Linked DNA regions of Mus musculus: all the other regions are linked to region 1. A link is a contact called in public HiCAR-type and promoter capture Hi-C data. All regions are on one chromosome and are shown on one strand. Each heading gives the region's core, a stretch centred on a gene start, on an enhancer-like site or on the middle of the called end of the contact. The rest is flanking DNA. Distances are from core to core; before and after follow the strand shown.

Region 1 (2,700 bases), core at 192-2,691:
TGGAAGGCAGACAGGGAGAGGAACCATGGCTAGGTGACACAGGTGGTGAACTTCCAAGACAGCCAGCTTCTTCCTCACACTCTTTATGTGAGTCGAAAGCCTGGCATCTTAAAACAAAGTCCTTGTGGGCTTTTTCTCCTGCTAGTCAGCTGTTGCTGATGACTGGCTCAGCAAGTTCGAGACCACATCAGGACACGTTACCCAACAGATGTGGGTTGACCAACCCTTATCTTTTCTTCAAACTGACCAACTCTTAAATTAGGGAATGAAAACTCCTCAATGACTTAAAACCAAAGCCCTCAAGAAGAGGCTGCAATTTTTTCGGCTCCAGAGTTCCCTTTGGCTTTGCAGTTGTTTTCTCCATGTGTGTCTGCCCTGTGAACACGAGTCCTCCCCTACAGAGTGCCTTTCAGCCTGCTGACTGTGCCTGCTGCTGTCGGAGGTGTTGGAGACTTCTCCACTGCTACCTGCTACATTGCGAATTTCCCGCTTTTTCATTCTTTGACTGGCAGAGCCTGATCAAGACTGTATGAAAACCTAGCATTTTGTCCATTAAGTATCTATTTCTTAAAAATGAACAGAGGTCCCCAAGCATAGAGTCAGCTGCAGTAGCTCCCCCTATGGGAGCTACTATCCCCTATCACGCCTATGCAATTTTGCCACAGATACAGTCCAAGTAACAGAAAACGCCTGCGGGGCAACCTACTAGCCTCTCCACTGAGTGCCTTGTGCACAGCACAGATTCATTCTTGTGTCTGCTCATTTCAGAGATGAGGAGAACAGAAAAGTCAGGGGCTTGCTTTCAGTGGCCCAAGGTCACGGTTAGCAACAGGGAAAGGCTCTGTGGAGGTTTCCAAGACTTCCCTGGGAAACCACTGCGAGCCATCCAGGACATCTGCTTAAAAATACAGATTGCTGGGCCTCCAGATCAGGTCCCCATGGCAGGAGCTTGGCTTTGAAGTTTTCTCTATTTCCTCTTTAGAGGAGTAAGACCTAGGCGCCACCACCGCACGGTGCAGTGCCACCTAGTGAGCGGCAGGGGGCGTGCGGCGGGTGGCCAGGTGACGGGACCTTGACCCAGATCCCCTAATAACGGGGGACAGCCTGGGACAGGTGGCTGGCATTTCGGATGCGCATGCCCGCCTGGCAGGGCAGCGCAGGGTCCAGGCCTCGCAGGACACGGCTCCCAGGAACGCCGCTCCAAGGCCGCTTACTTGGCGTAGTACACCCAGCCGTCCTTGGTGGTTCTCTCCTCCCAGCCCGGAGGCAGCTCATCCTCACTGTCCGTGTCGTCCAGGCCCGCATAGCGCAGAGCTGCCATGCTGGAGACAGAAGTAGCCGCCTGCTCTCCTCAGCAACTCACTCTGGCTTCAACCGCGCCGCGCGCGTCCGGGAGGGGACCAGACCGCTCGCGCCTGCGCACTGCTCGCCCAGCCGGTCCGCGGCTGTAATCCAGTTTCCGGGTTTTGCAGCTACTGGCGGGAAAGGGGGCGGAGCCTGAGAAGAGCACGGGAGGGAACGCGGAAGAGATGGAACGGCCGTGGGGGGTGGAAGGAAAAGCAGGAACGGCTCAGAAACTGGAATAAGCTTCCTCAGCCTCCTGGAAGGGGCGTGCTTACCCAGTCATCATGCAGGACTCTGCACGTTGCTGGGCGACCCGAAGGCACTTCCTTATTGTTTTACCCAATCCTGAATGAGTCCCAGCAGTGAAGTATCCTGGGAAATGTAGTCCAAGCTCAACTGGACTATAAAGGGGGGGCGGGGAGGGGGGAAAGGTTCTGATGAGATTATTCTGAGCTCCAGTTTCGTCCCATGCCCTGCAGGTGTACAACCTTTTGACACTACGACATGATACTGTGACATGGTCATTTCCAAAATTTACACTAGAGAAGCCCTCAATCGAATATCCAAATAGGAAAAAGAAAAGAAAAATCTCACAATGCTTAAAGTTTAGGATTTTTGTGTTGGGCAGCATTTATTAGTATCCCGGGCCACGTGTTGCCACGAGCCTCAGGTTGGACACACCTGCGAGAGTAAATGTCCTGACTTGATACTATCCAGGTATTTTTCCATTCACAATCTGTGTTGTTTATGTAAATATGCCATTTAAAAAAAAAAAACCTACACTTGGAGAACTAAGTGACTCCAGAATTTGGGAGGGTAAGTCAAAACGATCACAAGTTCACAAGTTCGAGGCCAGCCTATGCTATAAAGGGAGCCAAAAATCGAGAACATGCAAATTCTCATGCCTCCAGATTCTCTATTAAGAGAGAATGGTCTTCCAACCATAACTTGGTTCTCTTGTTCATAGGCGGCACCTGATTACAAACTTGCAAAGCAGACTTTTAAAGCACCTGAAAAAAAAATCCTGGTTATAAATATCCTAGACCCACAATGTGAAGCCTACCTTCACAACAGCACTTAGTCCCTTCCCCTATTTGTTTATCATTTCTGGCTCCTGGAAGTTTAGCTTTGACTTTGATCTAACAAGGATCTATCTGCATGTAAACCCAGGCAAAGAAGATTTTTCAGGAGCTTGAATACGTGTGAGACAAAGCCAACACCCACAAAGTCATACCCTAAGGAGATTTTATGACCATCTTGTTTCTGTAAAAACATCTGCGCCACAGTAGTTATGAAATGAGGATTTTTTAACTATCCAAGCTTGTGCTTCCGAAGCTGCACGCCAGGTGGCGCTAT
Region 2 (2,700 bases), core at 145-2,644, 2.7 Mb before region 1:
GAAGCAGCGCTGCAGCCCTGAGCTGTGCAGAACAGAAGTGCCTTGCCTGGCTAAGAGCTGGGAAGCAGTGGCTTTCTGGAGGTGACAGGCAGAGTCTTGAGGGAGAACGTTTGCTTCACCACATGAGAGAATATTCTAGAGGCTGGGGAGATGGTTCGGTGGATAAAGTGCTTACCACACAAGCAGGAGGTCCTGAGCTGGCCTTCCAAACCCATGTGACAAAAGGTCAGCCATGAGAGATAACATGGGCTTGTTATCCCAGTGCTGGGGAGGCAGAGGCAGGAGGATTCCTGGGACTTGTTAGTCAGTCTAACTGGTAAGTTCCAGGTTGGTGAGAGGTCTTGCTTCAAGTAATGAGGTGAATGTGGACTTGAGGGTGGCACCTGAGCCTTAGCGTGTTTGAGTTTGAAGGATCACTTTCAGGAGCGCTCTCCATCAACTATCTATGAAGAGAGAGCCACGGGGAGCAAGCTGGTAAGCACCCCCCATGGCCTCTGCATCAGCCCCTGCTTCCAGGTTCCTGCCCTGAGTTCCTGTCCTGACTTCTTAGATGATGAACAGGGATGCAGAGAGTGGAAGCCAAGCCCTTTCCTCCCCCAAGTTGCTTTGTTCAGGGTGTTTTGTCACAGCGATGGTAACCCTGACTGAGAGACATCTATCTTGTCTTACGAAAACTTAAAGAGAGAGGGTTTGGAAAGATGGTGCAGTGCCTAAGAGCACACACTGCTTCCAGTTCCTGAGGGCCTGAGTTCAGTTCCCACTACCCACTGTAATCATAAGTGCCTGAAAGAGGCTTGCAGCCAAGCCTGACAACCTGGGTTCCATCCCTGGGACCGACATGATGGCGAGAAGCAGCTCCTACAAGTTGTCCTCTGGTCTCCCCCACTTGCACCGTGGCTATCGGAGCATTCCCAACACTCCTCTGGAGACAGTGAGAAAGGATTGCTCTCCCCGTGGACACCGAGTTACCGTGTAGAAACATACCCTATTGGTTACAGAGACTGTTTCTGGATACTGGCTCATCCTGTTGCCATATATGGGTTTCCAGGCTTCCAAAAGCAACTTCTAACATGGGGCAGGGGAGGTGGAGGTGGGAGTGGGGGTGAGGGATAAAGGGAGGGGGAGGGGGTGAGGAAAATGCCCATCTAAATACAGAAGTCTCACCTGTCACTTTGGCCTGAACTGGCTCCAGCTGTTCTTTCTTATTCTGGCCAAATATTATCTCCATGGAACCGGTGAGCGGCAGCAAGGGGGTTGTTACTGGAATAGACAAAGCCGTGTGTGCTCAAAGCCTCCTGTCTTCCTGCTCTTTGCTCCTTGACATCATCCTTGGTCCCTGTACACTCCGTCTCTTCCTCTGTGTCCCTTCCCCAAGCTGACCGGTGCTTCTGCCTGCTGCCGGAAGCTGCTGGGTAATTTATACAGTGTGTGTGTGTTAGGTCAAAGGTCAGTTCCCAAGCCATGTGTTACTGCTAATCTTTAATCCCATTAGTGTTTTTCCAACTCCTCCGCTCTGATTTCACTTTTAGCTTAGCCAAGGAAGGCTCCGCTCTGAGTCGGAAGAGATGATTTGGCGCGTTCTGCTGAGTTTGCCCGAGCTAGCCCATCCTGAGAACTGGATGCATTTATGGTTAGAGCAGAGAGAACAGCATTTGGGATCAGCAAAGGCTCTTCAAGCGAGGGGACCATCAAAGACATTGACCGCACTATTGCAAGTTGTGGGCTGGTGACATCTTTGCCTTCTGCAAACAGAGAGAGAAGGCTTTGATTTTAACCTGGGGCTTGGTTCGTTCCCACTCTTAAAAAAAATCCTATCAACGGACACTTGATTGGTTTTCTTTTTGGAAGGAGGGCTCAAAGATGTGTCATGTGCCCATTTAAAAAGCAAAGATGGGGAAGACAAAGACTTGGCTTTTTCGGGAACCAAAGAACAATTAAAACACAAAACAACGTCAGGGCCTGTGCACAAGCGAGGCTTTGAATTCTGCCCAGAGCACCCGAATGAATTCCAGAGCTGGGAGGCAGAGACAGGAGGATCCCTGAGGCCTTCTGCATAGCCAGTCCATCGGGAACCCTTCAGTTCAACTCAGACTGATAAGAGGGAGGACCCAAAGACTAAAATCCACACTGCATTTTTGAGAGCATAGGGTGGGAATTGGGGGATTCTCGGTTCCTGCTGCTCGAAGTGACGCCCTCAGCCAGGAGAGCAGCAGAAGGCTTCCACACTCCACCACATATACAGGAATCAAAACACCACAGGACACCTCGTGAATATGTATGATCTCCCTGTCTTATGTAATTAAAGAAATTATAAAACTAAAGATGCTTTGGGATTGGAGACAGGGATCAGTCAGTAGAGTATTCTACTTGCCAAAGAAAGACCCTGAGATCAACTCTCAGGACTCAGGGTTAAAAAAAAGGGTGGGGGAGCCAAGCCAAGCCTGGTGCTGGTACTGCCTGCTGTCTGCTGTCTGCTGTCTGCTGTCTGCTGCCTGCTGCCTGCTGCCTGCTGCCTGCTGCCTGCTGCCTGCTGCCTGCTGCCTGCTGCATGTATACAATCCCAGTACTCAGGAGGTTGAGGCAGGCAGCTCCTTAGCTGATGGCCAACCAGCTTAGCCCCTTGGTGAGTTCAAAAATAAATAGATAAGATGGATGGTACCAGAAAAGGCAACTGCCAAAGTTGTCCTCTGGCCTATAGAC
Region 3 (2,700 bases), core at 77-2,576, 2.7 Mb before region 1:
GGTGATCTAAATTTCTTGTTCACAGACACCTGACCCCTAAGTCCACAAAGAGCCCAATGTTGTAAGGCCAGGCTAGGCTAAAAGCCAGAAGTTTCAAGGGCACTTGGATTGCTTCTGGAGTTCGAAGGTCTCCAAAAGCAAAGATTCAAGAACAGCATATGTGTCCGAGTTCTGCTGGGACAGAGCCCTAAGAAACGGCATACACATAATTTTCCATTTTCTGATCTGTCAATTCTAGTGACATTGCTATCATTCGTCTATATTTAACCAGCTTACTGGGCACTTTCTCTACCTTTTAGTGCCCCCCCCCACCCCCCATATTAAAAGAGCAAACCAGTTTGCCTGAAGGAAAGTTGCTAAAGAAAAGACAGGAGCCCATCTCACAAATTCTGATCCGATGCTATAAGCTTGGTCTCAACCTTTTCATTAACCTAGTAAACTGGGCTAAGGTTTGCGTCGCTTAAGTTTTACAGTGCCCTCTTGGTGGTTACAATCGCTGGGTCCTCGGTGGTAACTGTAGCCAAAGAACGACCCCGGGTCTTCTCAAATTCGCAACAGTTTTGCCTGTTTGTAACAAGGGAGTGGCAAAGTGACAGTTGGGCTTTGGGGGTGGGGGCTTCCCACCGACCTCTTACAGGGTTCTCCTTCTGCCTAAGCCGCGGGTGTTTGTTTTGGCTTCCCCGCGCAAAACCTGGCCGGCCCACTGTGCGGTGACTCGGAGGTAAAACTTCTGCGGGGCTCCGCGGGCCGGGCGGGGCCTGTCGGGGCGAAGGGGCGGCTCTTCCCGGAGCAGCCCCGCCCTGCTCGCGGGTGCGGGTCCAGGACGGCCTGTACACCGTGTTTGGGGCTTTTGCGGACCTCCAGGGACTCCGGGATCGGGGCGATCTCGGTGGAGAGGCCCATGGGCGCCCGAGGGGCGCGGCGGCAGAGCCACTGGAGCCGCAGGCGGCCAGGCCAGAGAGAGAGGGAGGGATGCGGAGGCGATGGGCGGCGGCGCCCGCTCACCTGATGTACGGGCTGGCCGCCGCCAGGATGTTCTTCTGCACCGGGATCTCCTCGCCGTCGAGGACCAGATGCGCGTCGCAGAAACGCGCCTCCTCCCGGAACGAGCTGAGCGCCCGCAGCAGGCGCGCGGCGTGCTGAGGGTCGGACACAGCGCTGCCCTCGGCCATCGCGCCTCCCGCTCCTCCGCCGCCACCTGCCCGACCCGCCCGCCCGAGTCCCGCGCACGTCCCCGCCGGCCACTCCTCGCGTCCGCTCGCCCGCCCGCCCGGACTGAGTGAAGCTCTGGAGTCAGAGCTGGAAGTTCAACAACGCGCCTGCGCCATCGGCAGCGCGTGCGGACGGCGCCTTTAAGGAGCTGTGCCGTTGCGTCATCTTTCCGCGACGCCCCCGCGCCCCGCCCTACCTCGCAGCAGCCAATCAGAAGGGCTGGGCTGCGAGCGCCGGGCGCGCCCACGGGCTGTGCTTGGTGCGGGCGGAAGGGTTTAGCGGTTCCGCGGTATCCAATTCCCAGTCTCGGCGAACCGAGTGCTCTCAGTGTGGAAGGGAGTGAGACGCAGAGTGAAGCCGAGGACTTATTATTCCTTTCGCGGGAGTTACGCCTCGCTACGTTCACGTCCATTAGTTCCGGGCAGAACGCGGAGTCCGCCAGAAGCCTTCGCTGAAGACGTCGCGAGTGAAGCGAGAGAAACAAGCAGTTTTGCAAGGCTGTGGCAAGGAAGGTGTTTTCCTCTTGCAATTGGGGACCGGGAGCAATGGAAGGGTTTTAAATACCGCGGTAGGGGTAAGGTGTTCCGAAGGTTTCTAAGATCGGGGTCTTTAAAGCAGATCGATGCCAAGATTAGATAGTGGGCTGGATAAAAGGACTCTGTGGTATATGCCCTCCCTTCCGCCCCCGCACAAGAGTACAATTGGGAAGGAGAGGGGGTCCAGTTAATTGCATGATTGCCATCCCTACCTTTTAGGAAAGATAAAGTCTGAAAGACTAGGGGGTATGAAGGCCAGATGTTCGGATGGTGGGGGCTAGACTTCCCACAGAGACAGATCAAGGCTGTGGTACTAAGCACCCCTGGGTGTGCTCACTCTGCAGGGCGAGCCTCGTCTGTGTCCCTGGAAGTTGCTGAAGGTGCTTGGGAGTGGAGGAAGTAGCTACCATTTTGTGCAAACATTAGGTGCTCGAGGCTACAGAGAATTAAGTCTTATGAGGACCAAGGATCAGAACATTGGGGCAGCATTCAAAGTAAGGCAGGATGTGGTTTTCAGTGCGTCAGCACAGCCTCCCGTAGTCCAAAGGCCCCAAGGAAAGTCTTGGTTTTCACCCTGGAAGCAGCAAGGCTTTGGCGTCACTGATAGGAATCAGAGTATAAACTATACTCAAGATAGGAGACTAGGGGAGTAAAGTCAAGGAAGTTACTAGTAGAAGATCGATACATTTCCAGTTTCCATTTCAAACACAGTATCTATACCTGCAGTGATAAAAGTATCTAGACTCTAAACCAGGAGGTGGTGACGCAAGCCTTTAATCCCAGCACCGGGGAGGCAGAGGCAGGCAGGTCTCTGTGAGTTCCTGGCCCACCGAGAGAGTTCCAGAACAGCCAGGGGCTACATAGAGAAACCCTGTCTTGAAAAACCAAAGAGACAACCCCCGCATCCAAAAAAAAAAAAAAAGTAAGCTGTGTCAAAACTAAGGTCTGGGAA
Region 4 (2,700 bases), core at 27-2,526, 2.9 Mb after region 1:
AGGTAGGTACCATGCTGCAGCGGCAGAAATGAAGAGTCTCAGACAAGAAGACCTTTGAGGATCATGACGCTAATAAATGCGACCTCAATAGGCAGGTTTCACTCAGCCATCCACAAGTGAACACATGCCTGCAGTCCTAAGGTACCCGGCTCCACACGCCTAGTAGGCAGCTTTCCCCCTAGGCAGTAGTTATCTTATTTGATCCTATTCATCCTCTGACATGGAAGGAACCAGGGGAAGGGCAGGAGTTAGCTTCATACCCATACCTTAGCACATTAAGAGGTTTCGGGCGCCCCGGCGCGCCCTCCCTTGCACTCCACCCTTCAAGGCCTCCGTCACCCGCGGACTCACCACTGTGCGAGCTGAACCACCTGGGTGCGATGTGCAGAGGTAGAGCATCCGCCAGCGAGGCTCGGGAGCCCAGGTACAGCATCCCGTCTCTATGGTGACCGCCGCCGGTCTCTTGGTAACCATTGCCGTGGGCATAGGTGGAGTCCGACGTGGACCCTCCGCCGCCCGGCGCCCTCTCGGAGTCGCCGGTCCCGCGGGAGGCGGGGGTGTAGAGACTAAAGGGCACCCCTCCGGCCGTGCTGGGGTCCATGCCCATGCCCGCCACCGAGCTGACCGAGCGGCTGCGCAGCCCCATCGCCCCGCCGCCCGTCCGGTAGTGCCCAAAGTGGGGCGCCCCTCCCGGCGGCGGCACGGCGCTGTCATCCGTAGAGACCCCCGGGAAGGGGCCCCGAGAGCGGGCCGCCGTGCTCTGCTTGCCCCCCATGTTCGCCGGGGCCCCGGTGGGGCGGGAACGTGGAGGCTGAAACCCTCCCCCACTACTCAGAAGCGGGTGGAGGTCTGGGCGAACATAAAGGCGGAGGGTTGGGGTTGGGGAGAGTCACAAAAGAGCCCCGAGGGGAGAAAAATGAAAAAAGGTGAGGGGGGGAATCCTCAAAAAAAATCCGCGGGGTGGAAAAAGCAAGCGAGCGGGGACCCCAAACTAAGAATTTCAAACTGTCCAAGCCGAATGCATGTTCCCCTTAAGGTCCGAAGAAGCGCGGTCCAGAGCCGGCGCCTCGCGCCACAGGCCGCCCCCGGGCTCCGGAGCCTAAGGAGCCGCAGCGAAGGGAGGGAGGAGCCGGAGGAGGCCGCTCGCCCGCAGCAGGAAGCGGCGGAGGCTCCGGGCGCCGCGCCGTTCGCGTCCCCCGTCTCAGGACTCCTCAGCCCGCGCCGGCGGCCCTCACTCCTCCAGGCTTCGGGAGGGCTCGCGGCGGTGGGGCAGCCAGGCGGAGCTCTGGAAGCCGCGGTCGCGTGGCGTCGCGCTCCGGCTCCAGCCGCCGCCGGCCCCGCCAGCCAGCCGCACCGCCCCGCTCCGTCCCGGGCTGCGCTCGCCGGCGCTCCTCGCCGCCGTGGAGACAATGGAGGGCGGCAGAGCGCACGCGCGGCCCGCGCCCCCTCCCTCCTCCCGCACCCCCCCCCCCGCCGGGTTAACCCCTTCGCGGCCCCTGCGGCGCAGCAGCGAGCTGCGGCCTTGGAGGTCCCCACCCACCTACCGCCTGCGCCCCGGGCGGTCCAGGGACAGGACGTCTCCAGCCGCCGGGCGTCTGCGACAGAGGTCAGACTTCCTCTGGATCACAGCTCTGCTGGAGTCGCGGCGAAAGTCGAATCAATGTCTTCAAAACGAGACCCTGAGTGGGGGGAGGGGTAACGACGGTTTTAGCGGGTAGGAAGGAAACACCGAGAAGAAAGAAAAACCAACTAATAAAGCCTACCTGGGTTTGAAGGGTCACTGGGGGAGCTCCCCTCCCGCCACAGACCTGCCCTCACAGCACCCTCTGGTGGATATGCTGTCCATTCGTTTGGAGGTTCTCCATCCAAGGACCCCAGCCAACCTTAGGAAGTTTAGCATGGGGGGCGGGGGGGGGGGGGGAGGAGGGAATCAGCTTGGACCCAAACACATTTGGGATTAGCTGTTAGGAGATACAACAGTGCCCCAGTGGCGCCTAGACTTTGCTGTCGTTAGATCAGAACCAACTATTTGGGTCTGAATCGATTCCTTAGGCTAGAATATAATCCTCAAAATCAATAGGTGGATTAAAAAAAAAAAAAAAGTAAGAACCATGCAGCGGGAAAGCTGTTTTAGAAACTCCTTGCCCAAGGCCGATTGCTGTTTTGTTTATCATGTATTTTGACATAGAGCCATATTTTGACATAGAGCCACAAGGCAAGGGCACAGTACTCAATAAATATTTGTTGACCAAATTGCATTTTGCAACAGAGACTCACCTTGCCAGGTCAGTCCCAGTCTTTCTCATATTTTCACTTTGCTTATTCTTTGAGCAAATAATTTTTCAAGTGCTCAGCTCTGAGCACCGTAAGCATCACCCAGTCACTAACCTGACCTTCTCTTGTCACTCTGTCAAGTGGGCTCCGTGCTTCCGAAAATGGAATTGGAGGGAGATTTAAAGGGGCTAATAGACTTGTCTCTTCCAGTGTGACTAGCCTGGAAGGCCACAGAAAGATGGTTGTTTGCAAGCACAGAGTGCTGGGGGTGAGCTAAAAGCTTCGAACAAGCTGGGCAGTGGTGGCCTATGCCTTTAATCCCAGCACTTGGGAGGCAGAGACAGGAGGATTTCTGAGTTCGAGGCCAGCCTGGTCTACAGAGTGAGTTCCAGGACAGCCAAGGCTATACAGAGAAACCCTGTCTCG
Region 5 (2,700 bases), core at 89-2,588, 2.6 Mb after region 1:
ACTGGGGTGGAGCTTAAACACTAGGAGACCTCAATGCCTGCCTACCCAGTGGCACACTTCCTCTAGCAAGGCCACACCTCCTAATACGTGCCACACTTCGCATGGGCTAAGCATATTCAAACCGGTAGATGGCGTGGTTCAGATCAAAGGTGGATTTTCCACCTCAAAGATCCAGATTATAGGTATTGCTACTTTAAATCCCTCACAGGTTTCGCCAGCCATTGCGGTTTTAGTTCATTCCAGGCGTCGTCAAGTTTACAACCAGGGAGAGCCATGGCCATATGTGTGTGGGAACCTGTGCAGGTCAAAGGACAACTTGCAGTTATGGGTTCTCTTTTACCACGTGGGCTCCTGAGATGGAACTCAGGTCACAGCTCCTAAAAGTTTCAACTTCTGTGACTTAGAGAATTTCTGGTCCTTTTTTTCTTTTTGGTTTTTCGAGACAGGGTTTCTCTGTATAGCCCTGGCTGTCCTGGAACTCACTTTGTAGACCAGGCTGGCTTCGAACTCAGAAATCCGCCTGCCTCTGTTTTGGTCCATTTAAAAAGTCTTATTTTTGCTTGTTGGTTGTTCGGAAGTTGAACCTACAGTCTTTTGTTTTGTCTTGTATTTGCTTTGGTTTTGGTTTTGACAGAGTTTCTCTATGTAGCTCTGGCTGTCCTGGAGCTTATTCAGTAGAGCAGGCTGGCCTCGAACTCAGAAAGCTGCCTGCCTCTACCTCTTGAGTGCTGAGTTTAAAGGCACGTATCACCACCGCCCAGCGAACCTATAGACTTTGACAGGCTAAGCAACTGGGGTTGGAATCTAGGGATGTGCAGCTAGGCTGGTTCTCTGTCAATACATATTCAGTCCTACAGAGAAATTTGAGTAGGCTAGTGGTCACTTAATTTTTATTTTTGGTGATGTATCCTTGTATACTATTTTAAAATGTATGTGAGTCTATGTGTATGTGAAGGTAAAAAGACAACCATGGGAGTTGGTTCTCACCTTTCACCATATGAGTCCTAGGGATGGAAGGCAAATCCTTCATGCTTGGAGGCAAACACCTCGCCTCTACCCGCTGAGCAATCTCACCGGACTTGTCCTACTTAAAGGTGGCACTAAAGAGGGCAGAGCCCAACACACCCAGATGGAGCAGAAGAAACTTGCCACTAGGGGCGCAGCATGCCGTGGGTTTCTCTAATCGAACGCAGCGCCAGGGGGCGGGAACAACCGTTACCCCGCCCCCTCCATCTGCGGCGCCCTGTGATTGGAAGGAGAAACGATTACTCTAGCAGCGCCGTTGGAGTGGGCGGGAGAAGAGGGCCGGCCAAAGGTGACGCCGTGGCTGCGGAGGTGCGGTACTCCGCGGCGCGGCGGGCGGTGGATGGCGGCGGGATGGAGCGCGAGGGGAGCGGCGGTGGCGGCGGCTCAGCCGGGCTCCTGCAGCAGATCCTCAGCCTGAAGCTCGTGCCGCGGGTGGGCAACGGGACCCTGTGCCCCAACTCCACTTCGCTCTGCTCCTTCCCAGGTACGCCCCGCCCCGCGCCTGCGCACTGCGCACCTGTCGCCTGCCTCCCAGGGCGAGGCCGAGGCAGCCCTGGAATCGCACTTGGGGCGACGGCTGTCCAGTCCTAGTGACTGCTAGTATCCTTCCTCTGAGAGCCTGTGTGCTGACGCTGTCCTCTGACTCTGTCCTACACCCACTTTCCCACCAGCCTGCTCAGACCTGTTGCGGATTCCCCCACCCGCACCTAGAAGAACTTAAGACAGAACTTCTAAATTGCTCTTAGCTCTTACCCGGGCTTCGCCGCCTTCTGCCAGGAGGGCTTTTAAAGTTACATTTACATTGTAGAACTGCTACAATTCAGAAAGTTGTGGAGAAGAGAATGATCCCCTGAGGTTATTAATAAAGGCCCTCAGGGGAGGGCATGATTGCTTTGGGTTTTTGAAGGCAAGACGACAGAGGCGGGGGTGGGGTGGGGTGTGGGGGGGTAGGGGTATTAGGACACTGCCGCAAAGAGAAACTAACCCAGTGACGTTGTAAAAGAGGATGACGGGTGGGATTGCTGACTGCAACCTTCGACCAGACACCTGTGAGTCTCATCTACTGGGCAGCGACTGCCAGGCGCCTCTCGGTGGACACCTGGGACCTGCCTGTGTAGTAGCTGACAAGGTGGCTGCCTTTTTGTTTTGTGGCAGCTGAAGATGTTAGCTTGTGATCCTGCCCACAAGAAAAGAGTCTGGGAGTTCAGATTGTTTCCAGAAGTACTAGTGTCCCACCTGACAGTGATTACAAATAAATACATATATAAATAAACAAACAAATCTGAAAGTGATTACAAATAAGTAAACACACAGACACACAGCATTCTGGCGACCTTCTCCAAAAGATGAAGGGTTCTTTCTTTCCTAGGATTCAGTGAGTCTGTTCTAACTCATTTTCTTACTTCTCTCCCAACTATTAAGGAGATTTCCAAACCTGAGAAGGCGAAACAGAGAATAACAAGTACCCATATGCTTAGTTCGGGTGGTAAAAGTCACATGTCTACTTAAAAGCTGAGGCTCATTAGGCACTTGTGAGACCATCATAGGTGGGGTTAGGTAGGCCTAGATGGTAGGCTAGATTATGGGGCCACAGTTGTATATTTGGCTGGTGTTGATGGATGTCTCATGCAAAGCAGGACTATTCTGGTTTTACAGCCTTGGTCACATCAATGT
Region 6 (2,700 bases), core at 161-2,660, 2.8 Mb after region 1:
TGAGCCATCTCTCCAGCCCAGTAAGAGATTTTTTTTTTTTTTTTTTTTTTTTTTTTTTTTTTTTTTTTTTTTTTTGGAGACAGTGTTTCTCTGTGTAGCCCTGGCTGTCCTGGAACTCACTTTGTAGAAATCCGCCTGCCTCTGCCTCCCAAGTGCTGGGATTAAAGGCGTGCGCCACCATGCCCGGCAAGAAATCATTTTAACCTCAGTAGTCTGTCACTTTTCTGTTCTTATAGCCACTTTAATGACTGTCTGCTGTGCCAGGAAACCGCAAAAGCTATGCCCAGCTGCCGTGAAGAACAGACTGTGTTCAAACAATAAGAAACCACAAGAACTGTGCCCTGCTGCCCGTGAAGAGAACACTGTGTTTAAGAGATAAGGAAATGTACTTTTGCTTAGCTTTCATTTCAAAGAAACGGGGGTTGGAGGTTCGGGATTACTGGAATTTATGTAACCATGGATTTTTTTTTTTAGAAAATGATTAACAGCGGTAAAAAGATTTAATGAATAAATCTTTAGTAAATAAAAGACTGGGTTCAGTTTCTGACAAGAGAACACATGAACTGACAGCTTGTATCCACTACTGACTCATATATTATTCAGTCAGCACCACTCCCACTCACCCCTTTCTCAGGACCATCCTCACCTCAAGCTGAGGCTGGACCTCGGCAACATACTTATATGAAAACTTTTACCCAAGCTAAACAGAAAAGTCAATATTAGAAAAAAAGAAAAGCCAATGTTAGGAAAAAAAAAAAGAAAAAGAAAAATCTGTTATACTGACGCTCAAACCGGAAGTAACGGGATAGACGTGATAATTCCGTGACAATATAACTGGAAACACCAGACACCAGGAACAAGGAGGTTCCAGGAGCCCGCAAAGCCACCGTGGGGGCGTGGCTAGCACCGTGAGCCCCGCCCCCACACCCTCGTGGAGGGTCAAGCGCGCGCCCGCCCGCCAGGCTTCCAGACTCGCCCCCGCGCGGCCTGAGCCCCGCGACGGCCAGCAGTGGCGCGTCTCCCCCCAAAGGGAGGCTGAGCCCGGGAGCTGCCCGTCCTCCTCCGACCCCACACACGCCGACCGCGAACAGCCCATAGGGACCGACTCTCAGAAGAGCTCGAGGCCCGACCCTACGCCCAGGGGTCGCCGCGGCCCGCAAGGCGTCGAAGTTGAGACTCCCACTCCGGCGCAGACGCGACCTTCCTCCCGGGCCCGCGCATCCCGGCCTTGCAGACATACCTGGAGGGGTCTAGCCTCCACTCGCGGTTCCGGGTCACGAGGCTCGCGGAGAAGGGGGCTCTTGTCACCCACTCGCGACTGCAGGTGGGGGAAGGGCGAGCGCTAGCGCTTTTGCGCAAGCGTGCACCTTGTGGAGCGAGCGGCCGTTCCCAGAGTCCTCGGAGCTGTGACGCTGAGGTGTAGGACTACAATTCCCATAATGCCTCTGAGCCGCGCTGCTAGGAACTCTGGGAAACGTACGCATTATTAGTTGGGTAGGGACCGTTTTTTCCAAGTTAACAGTCTGGTTTGTGTTACGGTCCCTTTCATCTTCCTGTGCTGTTAAAAACCCGGATTTGGAGTAACTGATTAAAACTTTCAACAACAAAATATGTGCGTTAAAGCAAATCTCAACCGCACTGGAAGCACACACCTTTCTGGGTGTGGTAGTGCACGCCTTTAATTCAAGCTAGTGAGAAGTAGAAGCAAGCAGAGATCCCTGGGAGTTGGAAGACTTAGAAAGTCTCAGTCCAGTCAAGGCTACAAAGTGAGATCCCCGTGTTACACCCACCCAGACACACACATTACCACTACCACCATTTTCCTTAACCTCTCGGCTCTACAGTTACTTTTGGAAGCACTGGCACAAATAACCCCATGTTTGTTGGTTTGAGACAGGGTCTTGTCAAGCCTAGGCTGGCTTCAAACTAATGATCTTCCTGTTTCAGCTCCCTGCTTACTGGGTTCTGGAGAGGGGAGGAAGCTAAGTAAACTCACTTCAGATACAAAAGCTTCAAAATGAAAGCTTCATTTTCTGTATGGGGCAGCCAGTTCTGGATCTGAACCTCGTCCCCCAAGGGAGACTGCACTGCAGGATGGGAACACAAAGGGGGGCGGGGAGGGGCTGTTGCAGTGACTAATCATATTTTGACACAAGGAGTTAAGGAAGTTTAACATTGGTGGTTGTGCCTTATCCTGGTTTCAATGTCCTGAGTCAGCTTTTGCAGTCAAGTCCCCTCCTGGACTCTGACCTGGCATTTAGAATGATAAGGGAACTGCACGTAGTCCGTTAAATCACGACAGGAAATAAATACACTTACTATTTGCATGCCTTAGTTAGATAATGGGATAATGGCAAAACCCCCTTTTTATATCCATTACTGGTTAACACACAGACATGAAACACCTGAAGAAGCAGGATAGGAGTTGATTCTGGGATCTGGGAACATGAACTCAGTTTTGGCCCTGCCAGCAAGATGGAACTTGTTTCTGAGATGGTTAGACTCATGAAATGTCTCCTAACAGGCGAACGGTACCATGCTCAGTATGATTTTATTTCTGTTTTGACCGTGATTATGAACACTGCATAGCTGCATGCATATGGTGCACATCCATACATATAATAGTCAAAACACTCATGCACATAAAATCGTAAAAATTTGTTGTTGATGATAATTTTAACTTTGCATAAAATATACACA
Region 7 (2,700 bases), core at 75-2,574, 2.6 Mb after region 1:
GAGGGCACAATTAAGCATTGGGTCACATTCTTCTACGTCACCTTCCCCAGCCCCCTTTAGATGTATTCCACACTGATATTTTGACGGCTGTGAACTCTTAGGCTGATTCCCATTGCCATCCCATTGGTCAACTCCCACCAGGTTTTACCCACTCATCCAGAGCATTGGTTGGTCCTCCCGATGTCTCTGCTAAAATTTCCTATTGGTTGTTCCTACGGATTTCTCTGCTAAGATTTCCTCATCTTCCTCCTTCATGTGCTCCGAGAGTTCGATTATTCTCAGTACAGTATGCATTATATTCTCATCACAGTTTTAAAAAAATGTGTGTATATATATATATATATAAAGGCGTGCGCCACCACGCCCGGCAGAAGGTGATTTCTGAGGGACTAGGGGCATGGCTCAGTGGGTGAAGGTGCTTGCTGCACTGTACTACATACATGCCTGGTGCCTATTGAGGTCAGAACCAGGGCGGTAGTGAACCGCCATGTTGGGGATGCTAGGAACCAAACCTAGTTTTGCTGCAGAAGCAACAAGTACTGTTAACCTTTGGGCCGTCTCGCCAATCCTCACATACTCACAAATTTAACTGCTTTTCCATCCATCTTTCCCGTTGTTTCAAAAGTGTCAATCTAGCACTTTGTGTAGTGGCTTCCCTCACAGATAAGCGGATTTCCTTTTGTCTTTTAGTGATTATCGGATTGTTGATTCATTAATGCTGAACTTACTGCCAACAGTACTTGTAACTCAGGCCTGAATGTAGCTTACTTAACAGGCCGAGTTTCTCAGGAAAGAGCGTCGCAGTCTTCTTGCGCTTAGAATATTAGACAGAGTTTCGGTAGTGTTCTTGGGAGCAATTTTAGGCAGAAAAAAAAAAAAAACAAACAAAAACAAAAATGCAGGGAAAAGGCACAAAAACTGCATTAAAGAATTCGATTCTAGCGAGAGAATTGAATCAAAAAGGCAGAGCCTCAGCCTTGCTCAAAAGTTGATGGGAACTTTAGCATCTATCTATTCAGCTTTCAGTTTTTACTCGCTGAGCATATCCGGGAGCGACATTTTAATCTCTGATTTTAGAGTTAGAAAAAATATTAGCTTGTGAGCAAATTTCAAAATAAAAAGACAAGTATAAAGAGAAAGTACTATTTCCGCAGATAAGCCATTCTCCATTAAGGACGCACGGTACCGTTGAAAACTACAAGCCCCAGCATGCATCGCTTCTGAGAGGTGGGGGTCCGGAATCCCACAAGGGCCCGGTGAGTGTAGACTGACCAATCGCAGCAGCCGGAAGTGTCGTCTCTGACCACGTGGCACTGCCTGCGCATGTGCGCTCGCCTCTAGGGCGGCCCTAGCTGCTGGTCCTGTACCCCTATGGTCTCGCCCTATATCTAGCTTCGCTATTTTGGGGCAGTGGCCGCAGTCGTGTGGGTAGCAGGCCCCAAGTGACAGCAGCATGGAGGAATTCGACTCCGAAGACTTCTCCACATCGGACGAGGATGAGGACTACTTGCCGTCCGGTGAGCGATTCGGCCTGAGGCGAAAGGAGGGTGGTTTCCACGCTTCACACCTCACTCGAGACTCTCCCGGACGGTCCCCAGGGCGTGGGCCTCGTGATCGCGAGGTCCCCACGGCCCGTGGGCTCCGGAGTTCGGGTTATCAGGACCCCGGCCCTCAGGCGGCCTGGAACACGCATGTGTCGGTTCTGCATAGCTGCTGTCCTGGGCCGCCGCCCCCTCGGAGCGCGGGAACAGGCGCGTGAAGCCCGCAGGCTGAGCGTACTACCTACCTACCGGCTGGTTCTGGAAGCCGACCCGGACATTGGAGATTGTTTTTAGGGAATTGCCAGCTTCCTTCACGTCCGAAACTCAATTGTCCGCCTCTGGGTTCGGAAGGGATCGGCTTGTTAGAAAGTTGATGTGATAATGTGTTTTCCCTCTTTGCAGGAGCTACCCATCGTCCTCTTTTAAGAACTTTTTCAAAAGTTTTATTTTTAGAGATTTTATGGCACGTATATCAGTGTTTTTTCCTGAATGTCTGTCTGTCTCTGTACATCATGTGTGTGCCTAGGGCTTCTGGGACTGGAGTTACAGGTGGTTGTAGAGCTGAGTCGTCTCGCCAGCCCCTTATTATTTTTGTGTATGTATGGCGGTGCATTCAGGTGGCCAAAGAGGACAGAAGGGGGTATCGGGTCCCCAGGTGAAGGAGTTACACTCAGTTGTGAGCCGCCCGACTCTGGAACCAAAGTCAGATCCTTTGGAATGAAGCGCACACTCTTTTTTTTTTTTTTTTTTTTTTTTTTTTTTTTTTGAGACAGGGTTTCTCTATAGCCCTGGCTGTCCTGGAACTCACTTTGTAGACCAGGCTGGCCTCGAATCCACCTGCCTCTGCCTCCCAAGTGCTGGGATTAAAGGCATGCGCCACCACGCCCGGCTGAAGCGCACACTCTTAATGGCCTAGCTATCTTTTTTTTCTTGGGGTGCGGTAGAGGAGCACACTAAGAATCCAGCTTATGCGAGGTCCAGACAAATCTTTTAAACATTTATGTGTGTGAGTGTTTTGCCTACATGCACATCTATTTGTATGTATCTACATGTATATTTAGTGTCTTCAGAGCCTAGAATAGGTATTAATATCCCCTGGAAGTCGAATTATAGACGATTGTGGACCCTTGAATCGGGGCTAGGGATTGTAAGTGGACCC

The links. Promoter capture Hi-C pulls out the DNA fragments that hold promoters and counts their contacts. HiCAR-type assays count read pairs that join an accessible place to other places.
Region 2: a promoter capture Hi-C map of hippocampal neurons shows a contact between it and region 1, with 3 times the contacts expected there. The contact joins the promoter of Bco1 here to the promoter of Wwox in region 1. A contact is called at or near these places in 4 of 39 promoter capture datasets (the 3T3-L1 cell line, hippocampal neurons, liver and 1 more) and 1 of 115 datasets of contacts at active chromatin or transcription factors (astrocytes).
Region 3: a promoter capture Hi-C map of pre-B cells shows a contact between it and region 1, with 4 times the contacts expected there. The contact joins the promoter of Gan here to the promoter of Wwox in region 1. A contact is called at or near these places in 5 of 39 promoter capture datasets (the C10 cell line, cranial neural crest, liver and 1 more), 4 of 484 Hi-C or Micro-C datasets (CD4 T cells, pre-B cells, regulatory T cells and 1 more), 1 of 115 datasets of contacts at active chromatin or transcription factors (astrocytes) and 1 of 9 other capture datasets (liver).
Region 4: a HiCAR-type map of astrocytes shows a contact between it and region 1, with 8 times the contacts expected there. The contact joins the promoter of Znrf1 here to the promoter of Wwox in region 1. A contact is called at or near these places in 1 of 39 promoter capture datasets (pre-B cells) and 1 of 115 datasets of contacts at active chromatin or transcription factors (astrocytes).
Region 5: a contact with region 1 is called in a promoter capture Hi-C map of pre-B cells, with 4 times the contacts expected there. The contact joins the promoter of Tmem170 here to the promoter of Wwox in region 1. A contact is called at or near these places in 4 of 39 promoter capture datasets (the C10 cell line, embryonic stem cells, liver and 1 more) and 1 of 115 datasets of contacts at active chromatin or transcription factors (astrocytes).
Region 6: a contact with region 1 is called in a promoter capture Hi-C map of pre-B cells, with 8 times the contacts expected there. The contact joins the promoter of Zfp1 here to the promoter of Wwox in region 1. A contact is called at or near these places in 1 of 39 promoter capture datasets (pre-B cells) and 1 of 115 datasets of contacts at active chromatin or transcription factors (astrocytes).
Region 7: a contact with region 1 is called in a promoter capture Hi-C map of pre-B cells, with 3 times the contacts expected there. The contact joins the promoter of Cfdp1 here to the promoter of Wwox in region 1. A contact is called at or near these places in 3 of 39 promoter capture datasets (3T3-L1-derived adipocytes, liver and pre-B cells), 1 of 484 Hi-C or Micro-C datasets (CD4 T cells) and 1 of 115 datasets of contacts at active chromatin or transcription factors (astrocytes).

Annotation. Positions count from the first base shown.
Region 1 is chr8:114,438,393-114,441,092 of GRCm38.p6, reverse strand. It overlaps Wwox (WW domain-containing oxidoreductase), which reads right to left and starts at 1,441. Exons shown (of 9, transcript NM_019573.3): 1 at 1,215-1,441. The coding sequence starts at 1,321.
Region 2 is chr8:117,094,559-117,097,258 of GRCm38.p6, reverse strand. Bco1 (beta-carotene oxygenase 1) reads right to left here and starts at 1,394. Exons shown (of 11, transcript NM_021486.3): 1 at 1,165-1,394. The coding sequence starts at 1,228.
Region 3 is chr8:117,156,607-117,159,306 of GRCm38.p6, reverse strand. Gan (giant axonal neuropathy) reads right to left here and starts at 1,326. Exons shown (of 11, transcript NM_001081151.2): 1 at 1,006-1,326. The coding sequence starts at 1,172.
Region 4 is chr8:111,535,216-111,537,915 of GRCm38.p6, reverse strand. It overlaps Znrf1 (zinc and ring finger 1), which reads right to left and starts at 1,276. Exons shown (of 4, transcript NM_133206.4): 1 at 352-1,276. The coding sequence starts at 775.
Region 5 is chr8:111,875,313-111,878,012 of GRCm38.p6, reverse strand. It overlaps Tmem170 (transmembrane protein 170), which reads left to right and starts at 1,338. Exons shown (of 3, transcript NM_025781.2): 1 at 1,338-1,510. The coding sequence starts at 1,378.
Region 6 is chr8:111,642,153-111,644,852 of GRCm38.p6, reverse strand. It overlaps Zfp1 (zinc finger protein 1), which reads right to left and starts at 1,410. Exons shown (of 4, transcript NM_001037665.2): 1 at 1,241-1,410.
Region 7 is chr8:111,852,961-111,855,660 of GRCm38.p6, reverse strand. It overlaps Cfdp1 (craniofacial development protein 1), which reads left to right and starts at 1,324. Exons shown (of 7, transcript NM_011801.2): 1 at 1,324-1,517. The coding sequence starts at 1,454.